Regions from separate parts of the Mus musculus genome. Here all the other regions are linked to region 1. Evidence: chromatin contacts called from public HiChIP or PLAC-seq and capture Hi-C data. All regions are on one chromosome and are shown on one strand. Each heading gives the region's core, a stretch centred on a gene start, on an enhancer-like site or on the middle of the called end of the contact. The rest is flanking DNA. Distances are from core to core; before and after follow the strand shown.

What was found. HiChIP or PLAC-seq counts read pairs in DNA pulled down with a chosen protein or histone mark. Capture Hi-C pulls out chosen DNA fragments and counts their contacts.
Region 2: a contact with region 1 is called in a capture Hi-C map of embryonic stem cells, with 2.4 times the contacts expected there. The contact joins two enhancer-like sites. A contact is called at or near these places in 1 of 115 datasets of contacts at active chromatin or transcription factors (embryonic stem cells) and 1 of 9 other capture datasets (embryonic stem cells).
Region 3: an H3K27ac HiChIP or PLAC-seq map of embryonic stem cells shows a contact between it and region 1, with 6 times the contacts expected there. The contact joins the promoter of Aff1 here to the enhancer-like site in region 1. A contact is called at or near these places in 4 of 115 datasets of contacts at active chromatin or transcription factors (embryonic forebrain, embryonic stem cells, extraembryonic endoderm stem cells and 1 more) and 1 of 9 other capture datasets (embryonic stem cells).

Annotation. Positions count from the first base shown.
Region 1 is chr5:102,054,124-102,057,697 of GRCm38.p6, forward strand. The region is part of intron 1 of Wdfy3 (WD repeat and FYVE domain containing 3); the gene reads right to left. Among named protein-coding and RNA genes, the nearest start is that of Wdfy3, 14 kb to the right of the region's middle. Within about 2 kb of position 1,283, at least 106 of the 459 cell types and tissues checked have an H3K27ac peak or open chromatin away from gene starts, as enhancers often do. A contact at or near this core is called in embryonic stem cells and pancreatic cancer cells, where this site is marked.
Region 2 is chr5:103,190,297-103,193,824 of GRCm38.p6, forward strand. The region is part of intron 2 of Mapk10 (mitogen-activated protein kinase 10); the gene reads right to left. Among named protein-coding and RNA genes, the nearest start is that of Mapk10, 19 kb to the right of the region's middle. Within about 2 kb of position 1,490, at least 29 of the 459 cell types and tissues checked have an H3K27ac peak or open chromatin away from gene starts, as enhancers often do. A contact at or near this core is called in embryonic stem cells, where this site is marked.
Region 3 is chr5:103,751,816-103,755,698 of GRCm38.p6, forward strand. It overlaps Aff1 (AF4/FMR2 family, member 1), which reads left to right and starts at 2,347. Exons shown (of 20, transcript NM_133919.4): 1 at 2,347-2,530. The coding sequence starts at 2,514.

The DNA of each region.
Region 1 (3,574 bases), core at 33-2,532:
ACCGACAAGGTAAACGTGATAAGATAATGTACACACAGAAATCAATGTCTCTGTGCATCAATGCTGACGTCTTTTTATTGCAGCATGGTGGCTCACTCCTTTCATCCCAGCACTCTGGAGGCAGAGATAGGGTCTCTGTGAGCTTGAGACCAGCCTGGTCTACATAGAGAATTCATTCCAGGCCAGTACGCTACATAGTGAGAGCCTGTGTCAAATAAATAAAATAAAACAAATATATGAATAAATAACTAAAACTCATTAGACTTCTAAGCCCACGAGTACCTTTAAATGGAATTCCCACCATTTTTATCAAAATTCTATTTTCTCACAAGAATAGTCCTGCTGTAGTTGTTCTGGTCCCTGGCTTTCTTTATTAGCATGATACCCATCTAAAGAACCAACAGGAAATGAGGTCCTCTACGGTATAAGCAATAAATACCAAGTAGCCAAGATTTGGAGAGGAAAGTATGTGTATTTGCCCGAGGCCCCGAGAGGCCAGAGCTGTGGGACAAGTGTAACAAGCTGAATCCAGAACTCCAAACAGCAGTGAGGCAGGAAGCCAAGGACATTTGGGAGCAGAGGCTGCTGTGCGCTAATTCTTCATAATCTAAATGGGCAGACAGGGCTCGCACTCGTGTGTGGAACAGCATCCAATGGACTTTAGAGTTTCAGCATATTAAGTGGTCTCTTAATAAACACGGGTGGTAGTAAAGGTGTGTCACCCACTCACCCTGCCCTCAGGGAGAACCCTGCGCTCACATGTGCAGTACAGACAGGAGCCGACTGCTATGGACCCACAGGCACACTATACAACGCCCCTCATACACACACTTGCTATTTACACTCACCCTTTCCTCAAGCAGTTCATTTGATTTTATATTCCCATAATGTTTCCCTGTGCAAAGCAGATGAAGTCCAGGGACAATGTAGAGTGTTTGACCTAGCATGGCCACGTCCAGGACCCCAGTGCCTTCCCGGGTCAAGATGAGGGAAACTTTTGTTCCCCTGGCCTGAGCAAATGCTGACAAATGTCAGTGTGTGGAGAGTTTCAACCGCAGCTTCCTTTTCCCTGATGCTTCCAGCCAGAGACTGGTCCCCTGCAGAGACCTCCCACAGAGACCTGGGGGGGGGGGGCCTCCTCCCAGAGAGGGACCTTGTCTAGTGCATTTTTACTACTTATGTGTATGGGTAGGGCCTCCCTGAGGGAAGCCAAAGCAGGCACTGAAGCAGAGACTCTTCCATAGAGGCCTGCTGCTTACTGGCCTGTTCTTAGCTTGCTCGACCCAGTTTCTCATTAGACTCTGGACCAACAAAGGTGACATCATCTTTGGTTGGCTGGGCCTTTCACATCAAACATTTATCAAAAATCTGTCCCACAGACTTGCCGAAACTAACCATCAGGAGGAGAAAATATTCAAAAAGGGGGAGGGGGGGACCTGGGTCATCAACTCACCCCATAGACTGCTTGGGAGGAACCCAGGAACAATTAGATGCAGGGGTGTAAACAATGTTTCCATTACAATTGTGCTTCCTAAAGGAGAGCTGCTTCTCAGACACGTGACTCAGAATATGCAAAATGACAAGTATACTCTGGGGTAAAGTCTGGCTAAACTGGTCATCAACCAGACTACCAAGAAGAGAGGCTAGAGTACAGATCTCCTTCCTTTAACAATAATCAATAATTAATAATCATAATCACAATAATGGAAATATCCCTTATGGAATTTTCCTCCTGTGTGTCAAGCCTTACGGCTGATCCCCAGCAGAGGGAAGAGAAAACTAGTAAAGATGAGAAGAAGTCAAAATATATGAAAATCCACAGAGAGGAAGTCAGGATCTTTCTTTAAAGATACACAGCTCGCCTCCAAGCAACTGATTCCAAGCAAGGCGCCCTCTTCAATGCAAAGGATAGCGTGACTACAGCCCTGTCACAGCACATGGGTACATGCCAGTGACCGACCTCATGGCTTGAAGCACTCTCCGTAGCAGCCATGCCTTCCCCAGCCTCCCCATCTCCTTCTGAGAGGCTCTAGAACACCTATGCCAGCCCAGCATGCTTATGTAACCCAAGACAAGCTGGGCGTAGCTGATCTTATTTATTTACTCCGTGAGTCAGATGTTAATCTGGGTGTCTGTGGAGAAGGAGGTGGGGAACACAGTGGATATTATGAGACAATTCCCATTAACACTGTTGCACAACTAACTACTAATCCAAATTTTTCTTTCCCGAGTAGGTTTTGAGGATATACTTCAGCTAGACTAGGTACCCTGTGGATCCACTGTGACTGACCCGAGGCAGACCACCCCATCACACAGAAAGAAAGCATCAGCCCTCTCCTAAATCCTGTCACCTGCTGCTCCCCCACTGTCCTTAAGCAATCCTACATTCCATAATATCCCCCAAATTCTTTCAGTGCTATTCTACTTTTAAAACGAAAAGAAATGCAAAGAGATGTTCCAAACACTAGAACTTCCAAAATTAAAAAGGGGAAGAAAAAAAAAATAAGAAACAAACCAGCAATGTTTTCATTTTGACCAAAGATATGTCACCTAATTTATTCTTCAGTTAACATATTAAAAGAAATTCTCAAAGCACATCTGTCATGTATCCAATAAACTATGTTACCTTTAAAGGTATAAGCTGAAACTATGTATCTGTAGGTTCGGATTCCATGGATTCAACCAATCCTGGCTGGAAAGCACATAAGGGAGGGTGGGGCTGGGGCTCAGCATGCGGTTTTGAGGTAGAATGTCTCCCTAGACATGGGAGCCCTGGGATTCAATACCTGTCACTACAAACTACAAAGGTATCTACACTGAACACTAGAAACTTTCCTTCTCTTGTAATTCTCTCCTAAATACTAGAGTAGAGGATGCAGTTACTTAATGCTTCTCTGGTATTTTATTTTGGGTATTTTATATAATCTACAGCTGTCTGTATGGTAAATGCAAACGATACACCACTTTATAAAGAACTGGACCGCCGCTGAATTTTTATATCTACCAGATCCGGAAGCTAAGCCTCAACAGATCCTGAGGAAGACACTAAGGCAGCCATCATGAAATAGTGTGGACAGATGCTCCTTAAGAAACTAAAACTAGGGCTGGAGCTACAGAGATGGCTCAACAGTTAAGAGCACTTCCTGCTCTTGCAGAGGACCTGAGTTCAGTCCCCAGGACCAACACTGGACAGCTCAAAACCACCTGTAACTCCAGCTCTAGGGGACCAGTTGCCTCATCTGGCTTTCCAGAGGCATACACGTAAATGACATACAATCACAGACACACACAGAAACAGATACACATATGCATAAAGTATTTTAAAAGACATGAAAATCAAAATTATGACCCAACAAAACCTCTGAAATATAAAGAACTGAGATGACCTCACAAAGGTACCTACAGATTCACTGTAAAGTCACCACAGACAATGACCTCACAAAGGTGCCTATAGATTCACAGTAATGTCACCACAGACATGAATGACCTCACAAAGGTGCCTATACATTCACTGTAATGCCACCAGACATGAATGACCTCACCAAAGTACCTACAGATTCACTATAACACTACT
Region 2 (3,528 bases), core at 240-2,739, 1.1 Mb after region 1:
GCACTTTCCACCTCTTCCTCCTAGGAAGGCTGTGAAGAAGACATTATTACTGCTATTTGTAAAATTATTTCCAATTTTTCAAAAAGATCACAAAGGACACTGAATTACCAAGGCAGCAAATGTTTTAGGCCAGTGGTTCTCAACCTGTGGCTCACAACCCCCTTGGGCTTCAATGACCCGTTCTCAGGGGGTCAACTAAGACCGTTTGGCTATCAAATAGTTATATTATAATCCATAACAGTAGCAAAATTGCAGTTATGAAGTAGCAACAGAAATAATTTCATGGTTGGGAGCCACCACAACATGAGGAACTGTTCTAAAGGGTGGTATCATTGAGAAGGTTGATGTTTAAACAGTAATCAAGTCTAACTCTATGCCCAAAATGTTAACTTGTTACCTCATGTTATTATCTCTTTTGTAAACTTATGAGCTACAGGAAACCCACTCAGATCCACCTCTCATGGACCAGATAGACTCCATCCGGATAAGTACATCTGCCTAAAATTCCCACTTATGACCTATTACAGACGGTGATTCCTCTGATTTTCAAATGTACATCTTAAGAAAAAAAATGTCTTTCTTCCAAACGTACTTAATCTCTATCTATAATAAATACGTATGTGTGTTTCAGCATCTTGTCAAGTCCAGGCGCTTGCTACATCTAGGACAGCTCCAGAGAAGCAGACTCCAGATGCTCCAGGACCTGTTCCCTCTGACCTGTCCTCAGATGGCTCCACAGACCCTGGACAGCAGGAAACAGCCAACTCTCCTAAGACTGGACAAGCATCCCCCATACCCATTCTTCTAGGTTCCCTAGAGACATGTTGCCCTCCCAAAGCCAGCTGGAAGTAGCCAGATATCACAACGACCCTATTCCTGCTTTGCCATCACTGCTCTTCCATTTTTTTTCTTTTTTAATTAAAACAAAATGGGGGAATGTTAGCATTCTGTCTAACACAGTTAACTATCTAACAGTTACCTGGCAACAACCAGGTAGGCCTGACCCACTATAAAAGGGGCTGCTTGCCCCTTCCTCCCTCTCTTTTTCTCTTGCTCTTTCCTTCTAGCTCCTACTCTGTCCCCTCACCCCTTCCCCATTCCATTCCTCCCTCTCTCCACATGGCCGGCCTCAACTCCTCCTCTACTTCTCTCTCTCTCTCTGCCTTCCTCTGCCTAGATACCCTGTATCTCTCTTTCTTCAATTAATTCTTTTGAAAGTAGTACAATTAATGTTCCTATTTTACAAATGAAAAATAAAGAAAAAGAAAATGAGAGTAAAACATTAGGTAACACAGCCAACATTACACATCTAGAACATGGTCACAATATCCTCATCTCATACAAAAAGGTAAATGAAAGCGAGGTCCTGGATTCTGACCTCTATGAACTCCCACCAGAGACAAAGGATCACGATTTACTGAGTACTCCTGCCTCGAGGTTCATCTCAAGTCTCTGAGCCAGCATGACTAAGAGAAATACTGAACTGCAGGAGCCTTGGAGGAGGGGGCAGAAGAAATGCTAATGCTTCTCATTAGCATTCCTATCCGATCTTCCTGCCACTTTCACTAGCAGCTGTTTTCAGTAGCCCTTTTCAACCCCTCTAGATAATTTAAAAAGGATATGATTTACTGTTAACAAAGAGGGATCAACTTTTCATGGGAAGCAAACCTTCATTTCACTCCTGTCCGCAAGAAGTTAGATATAATACAGACAAGGTAGTCACTCACCATACAGCGGCTACAAAGAAGAGAACCTACCAATCATGTATTTAGGCAAAACCCACAAGAAAGTAAGACTATCGCCTCCCAGTGCCTAATGGCTAGTAACTGATAGGATGCTCAGTTAGAACACTCACTGGCAGAATTAGTCAACTCTTAGCATCTTTGTGCAGATTAGGAAAATGAGCCTTGACTTGGTAAGCAGAACTAAGGTCGTCGTTGGAAGCCTAGTCCCACCAAGCCTCAATGCTACATACCAAGGACATGGTATATGTCCCATGGAGAGCTGGGTGGACCAGTCATTGCATAGGAAGGTCCTTTCAACATTTTAGAGACGCTTGATCAATATGGAGATGCATACTATTGTGGATCTTCAAAAAGAAAATCACAGGACTCAAAATTGAAGGTTCCTTTGCCAGCAAAGGATCCAATGGCACTCGATAGCTGCTGGAAGGAGAAAATTAGCTTTTGTTTTAATCATAGGTTCAACGCAGCATACGGTCAGTGCCATACTCAAGAGCAGTTGGGCAATACAGATTGGACTCAATGGTTTTCAAAAACAGAGAAAGAGAATGCAAAGTTGGGTGGGTAGGGAGTCAGGGGATCTGGGAGGAGTTAGAGAGGTGACTAAATCAATACCACATATGAAATTCTCAAATTATTAATAAAAAATAGTTTTTAAAAGAAGGTAGAAGCAAATTTTCTTCATAGGACAATTTTGTGGAAATCTACTATAGGAGGGATAACTAGTCAATAGAGCAAAGTTATTGGATTCTCTATATTCATGGCTGAAACAAGTATCTGTTTGCCTTTACTGGATGATGAAAAAAAGGCCAACTAGAACACATGAAAAGATAAGTAAAATGTAAGAATCTGCATGTATTCTTCAGAATGTTGATGTTCAAGTATGAGGCCCTGAATTAACTACTGACCAATTAATACAGAATTCATATATATATATACACACCCACACACATACGCACATACTCACATAGATACGCATACATACACACATGAACATGTGCATGTGCGCGCGCACACACATATGCACATGCACACACATGCACACATACACCCACACATACCTGCACACACATGCACACATACACACATACATACATACATACATACATACATACAATGCACACAATCATGCAAATACACATGTACACACATACACATGCACACATATACACACATGCACATACACACATACATACATGTGCACAAATGCGCTCACACACATGCACATAGACTCAAACACAGGCACACATACACACATACCCCCTCACACACAAATAAGATTCTGGGAAAAGAGGAAGACATCTTAATATGGATAATAAAATGCGACCACTGGGTCACATTGAGAAACAATGTGAAAGCCCAGCATCACGGCACAGTGGGCGGTGTGGCTATCGTGCTCATTATTCTCACACAACTCTGAAAGCATCACTAGCACAGCTACACGTGTTAGGACACTGAAATTTCAGAAGTGTGACATCACCAGGATCTCTTAAAGTGATGGGAATTAAGGTAACAGGCTAGCTCCAGGCTCTACAGAGTTGACAGGCATGCTATGCACAGTAGGTTAAATTAATGGACCCAAGCAACAGGGACAAGCACATGGGACACAGCAATGTCACTCTTCCTGTACACAGGGAGAGTAACGGCACGTTTATGGTAGGCATGGAACACCTGACAAATAACCCGAAACATTGAAGCTTAAACACTATGGAAATGTCAGCTCTACTAACTGGGCAATTCCTTGTTAACCAGAAAGCTTCATAACAAACAGAACCTAATGGACTTT
Region 3 (3,883 bases), core at 1,097-3,596, 1.7 Mb after region 1:
GCTGTATTTTTCTCATTTTATATTTAATTGTCTCAGCAATTATCTGTTGAGAGATGAGTGCAGTTATTTATTTATTTAACGCCGGGCTAGATTTTTTTTTTTTTTTTTTTTTAAAGATTTATTTATTTATTTATTATATGTAAGTACACTGTAGCTGTCTTCAGATGCACCAGAAGAGGGCATTAGATCTCATTACAGATGGTTGTGAGCCACCATGTGGTTGCTGGGATTTGAACTTCGGACCTTCGGAAGAGCAGTCGGGTGCTCTTACCCACTGAGCCATCTCTCCAGCCCCCTAGATTTTTTTTTTTTAAGATTTATTTATTTTATATGAGTACGTTGGTGTTGCCTTCAGACACACCAGAAGAGGGCATCAGATCCCATTACGGATGGTTGTGAGCCACCATGTGGTTGCTGGAAATTGAACTCAGGACCTCTGGAAGAGCAGTCAGTGCTCTTAACTCCTGAGCTATCTCTCCAGCCCCCTGAATTTTTATTTACTTATTTGCATGTGTATGGGTGTTCTGTGTCTATGTATATCTATATGCCACATGTGTGCCTGATTCCTGAAAACAGAAGAAGGCTTCTGATCCCTTGGGACTGGAGTTAAAGACAGCTAAGGGAACATGGATGCTACTTAATGTGGAACCTAGAAAGTGACTCTGGGACCTCTGGAAGAGCAGATGAGCCCTCTCTCCAGCCCTCAGGCATGTTTTTGTAGCATCACATATTGTCATTTGGAACCCATTGCTCCTTAAGTCAAGCAGTGAGTCCTTCCCTCTCACCTTGGTCTGACAGTATGGGAAACTGTCTCACCTGTAGCAAGCTTCCCCTATAGCTCTGAAGGTAAAACCTTATCTTTGCAATAAACACTGAAAGTTGTTTTCCTAGAAGAGAGACTTGCCAGATGCCCAAGTCAGAAGCGTGCGAATTGTTATCTCTAGGAGACATGGTCTATGAAAAACCAGCTAGTTTCTGGTTGGTTTCTCTCTCCAGTCACTTCACACTCATCTTCAGGACTGGTGCTGTGCTTGTGAGCTTAGAACAGAACAGTGCTTTCTGTGCACTTCCCGTTTGTCACAAGGAGGAGGAGGGAGGGAGGAGAGACAGAGAGACTGACATAGAGACAGAGGGAAAAACCCCGCATTTCAGAGTCAAAATTCAAAGGACTAGTTAGTTCATCAAGGGCATTCCTAAAGTACACGAGTTCTCCAAACTACTACTGTAGGTGGTGGAGAAAGCAGTGTCTGGCAACTTGTCTCACTTGCCACCACAGCCTTCATTCCTGCGAAGGCGTCAGTCGTTCTCCACCATCAGAGCTAAAGCCAGGGGAGTGAAAGACAAGCTTTGTCTTGTGTTCTTATGTAAGTAGTTCTGACCTCTGAGAGGGACTACCGGAATCTGGAAACTTGCGGTATTTAGAAACTGGGCAATCAGTTACATGAGCAATATAATGTGGTGAGTCCCGGGTCGAACCCGGAGCGCACCAAGAAAGTGTCCTTCCAGCAGCAGGCTGGTCCTCCGGGATGCCCCTGTTAAGTCTTCTCCCTGCCTTTCTGCCCATCGTTGTTTTCAGCCGCTTCCCAGGCAAAGCCTGGTGTCTTTCCTGTGTCTGAGTTGACGCAATTTTCGATTGTGCTTTCGAGCGTTTACGTTGGTTTGCATCATGGTTTTTGTTTGCGGGGGGTGGGGTGGGGTGGGGTGGAGGGGAAGCAATTCTTTTAATTTATTAGGGGACTTCCCTGAATGGCTGTCTTCTGTGTAATCGCATGTTGCCTCGAAGAGGGAAGTCGTATAAACACTTGTTTCTGGGCACTTTCAAAACTGAAAGCAAAGTTGAAGAAGGGTTGCTAGCCGATCCCTGATGTTTCCGATGGCAAGCCCCGCAGCAGCGGCCAGAAGCAGCGAAGGCAGTGATCCGATGCTCCCACTCCCAGCACATCCCCACGGCAGCAGGACCCTGAGGTCCCAGCCCGAGCGCGGGGATCTCTGTAGCGCGCGTTTGAACACAGCCGAATTGGGGGCAGCGGCGGCGGCGGAGGTGCGCGCTGCCCTTAAAAGGAGGCGGGCCGTACCACCGCGGCGCCTGCGGGGGGGTCCCGGCGAGCTCGGGCACCTCGAGGGGAGCCCAGCGCCGCGCACATCGCCCCCGAAGTGCGGGCGAACTGGGAGCCGGGACCCCGCAGCGGGCGGTGCGGACGCACCCCTTGGTCTCTGGTGACCCGACAGTGCCCCGGGGCGGCGGGCATCGCCGCTCCCTGGGCTCCAGGGAGGTGCGGCTCGCCCGGCTGCCCCCGGTGCCCGGATGTCCGTCAGGCTCGGCGCGAGCCGAGGCTCCGGGGGGCGGAGGCGGTGCTGAGGACACAGAGCTGAGGACGCGGCTGCCGAGAGCGCAGAGTCTGCGGGGCAGTATCGCCGACGGCTGCGGCCGACGCTGAGAGCGGCGCGGGCGAGAGAGCCTGCGGGGCGAGCGCGCAGATGGATTTGGGACGCCAGGCAGTGTGAGCCGAGCCATGGCAGCCCATTCCAGGTGAGGCTTGCGCAGGGGGCGTCTGGGACCCGGGAGTGGCCGCGGAGCCCGGGGCAAGGGCGGCGCGGGTGGGAGTGCCGGGGGGGGGGGGCGGGGACCGCAGGAAGCCAGCGGCTGGATCACTGCTATCTCATCCCTGAGTGTCGGGTAGAAAAGTGTGTGAACCGAGTGCAAAGGGACCGCCCGGAAAGTTAAGGTTAAAGATTCCGCTTCTGGCCCGAAGAACTGTTATTTTCGGAAAGTGAAGTTGGTTTCTCTCCTGCCGGAGCCTGGATTTTCACTGAGGTGCCTGTGCACAATCCTCCGGCTCTACTCGTTGCTGGTTTGGCGTCTTCCAAAGAAATTTGGAAGCGCACTTAATGGAAACGAGGATTCTCCCACGAGAGAGTGGTGGAGCCTGGTGAGTAATATAGTTTTTTTTTTTTTTTTTTTTTTTTTTTTTTTTTTTTCCTGCTAGAATGTACGATTCCACATAAAACGGCACAGTCAGAGTGAATCTGCTGAGTAGGCAAAGGCCGGAATGCGCTGGGTTGGTGAAGGGGAGCCTGGCTAATGACCCGCAGTTGCTGTCAGGGGAGTGCCCTGTACTGCAAGGACCGAGTCTTGCCTTCTCCCGGGTTTGAAGGTTTTGAAAGGAGCCTTAAAACTTGGCCGTACACCGGTGCCCAAGATTGAGGCTGTTGGGTGTCATCGCGCTTCGGTCTCTACAGCTGTTGGTTACGGAAAACAGGACCCGTCGAACCTTTTCAAAACTTATGCCAGAAGGCAGTGTGATTGCACAAGTTTACAATTATGGAAATGTTCTTTAGCCTTAATACTTGATTTAGGATAGTGATTTGGTAACATATCTGGACGCTGAGCTGAGGTAATTTTAGTAATTTTAGGTCTAAAGATCATGGAGAACAGTAGATTTGTAAACGTTAGAGACTGAGTAGATAGAACTTGAATTTTTCTAAGAGATAAAACTTCCTAGAAGGAACTTCTCTAAACAGAAAACCTTCTAAGTGTGTCTTACTTTAAAAACAAGTTTAATCCTCTCAACTTGGCTTAGTTGTGTCTTCATCTTATTGAGTGTTGGAAGGAAGGGGTTCCTAACGGGACAGAGGAGTAGGGGAACAGAAGTTGCACCTCAAACTTCTGCTAAATCTTAACTAAAAAGCAACCGTTAGCTTTTAGCACAAACAGAACCTGTAGATTTTCATATTACAGTGACTGCAGATGTCTTCAATCTCTAACGTTTCCCATTTGCTTGAAATTAAGGAACTGTTTGTCGTTCATGGCTAGTAATTAAAATATGTTATAGCTGGATATGGTTGCCCATGCCTTTAATCCCAGCACTTGCCTTTAATCCCA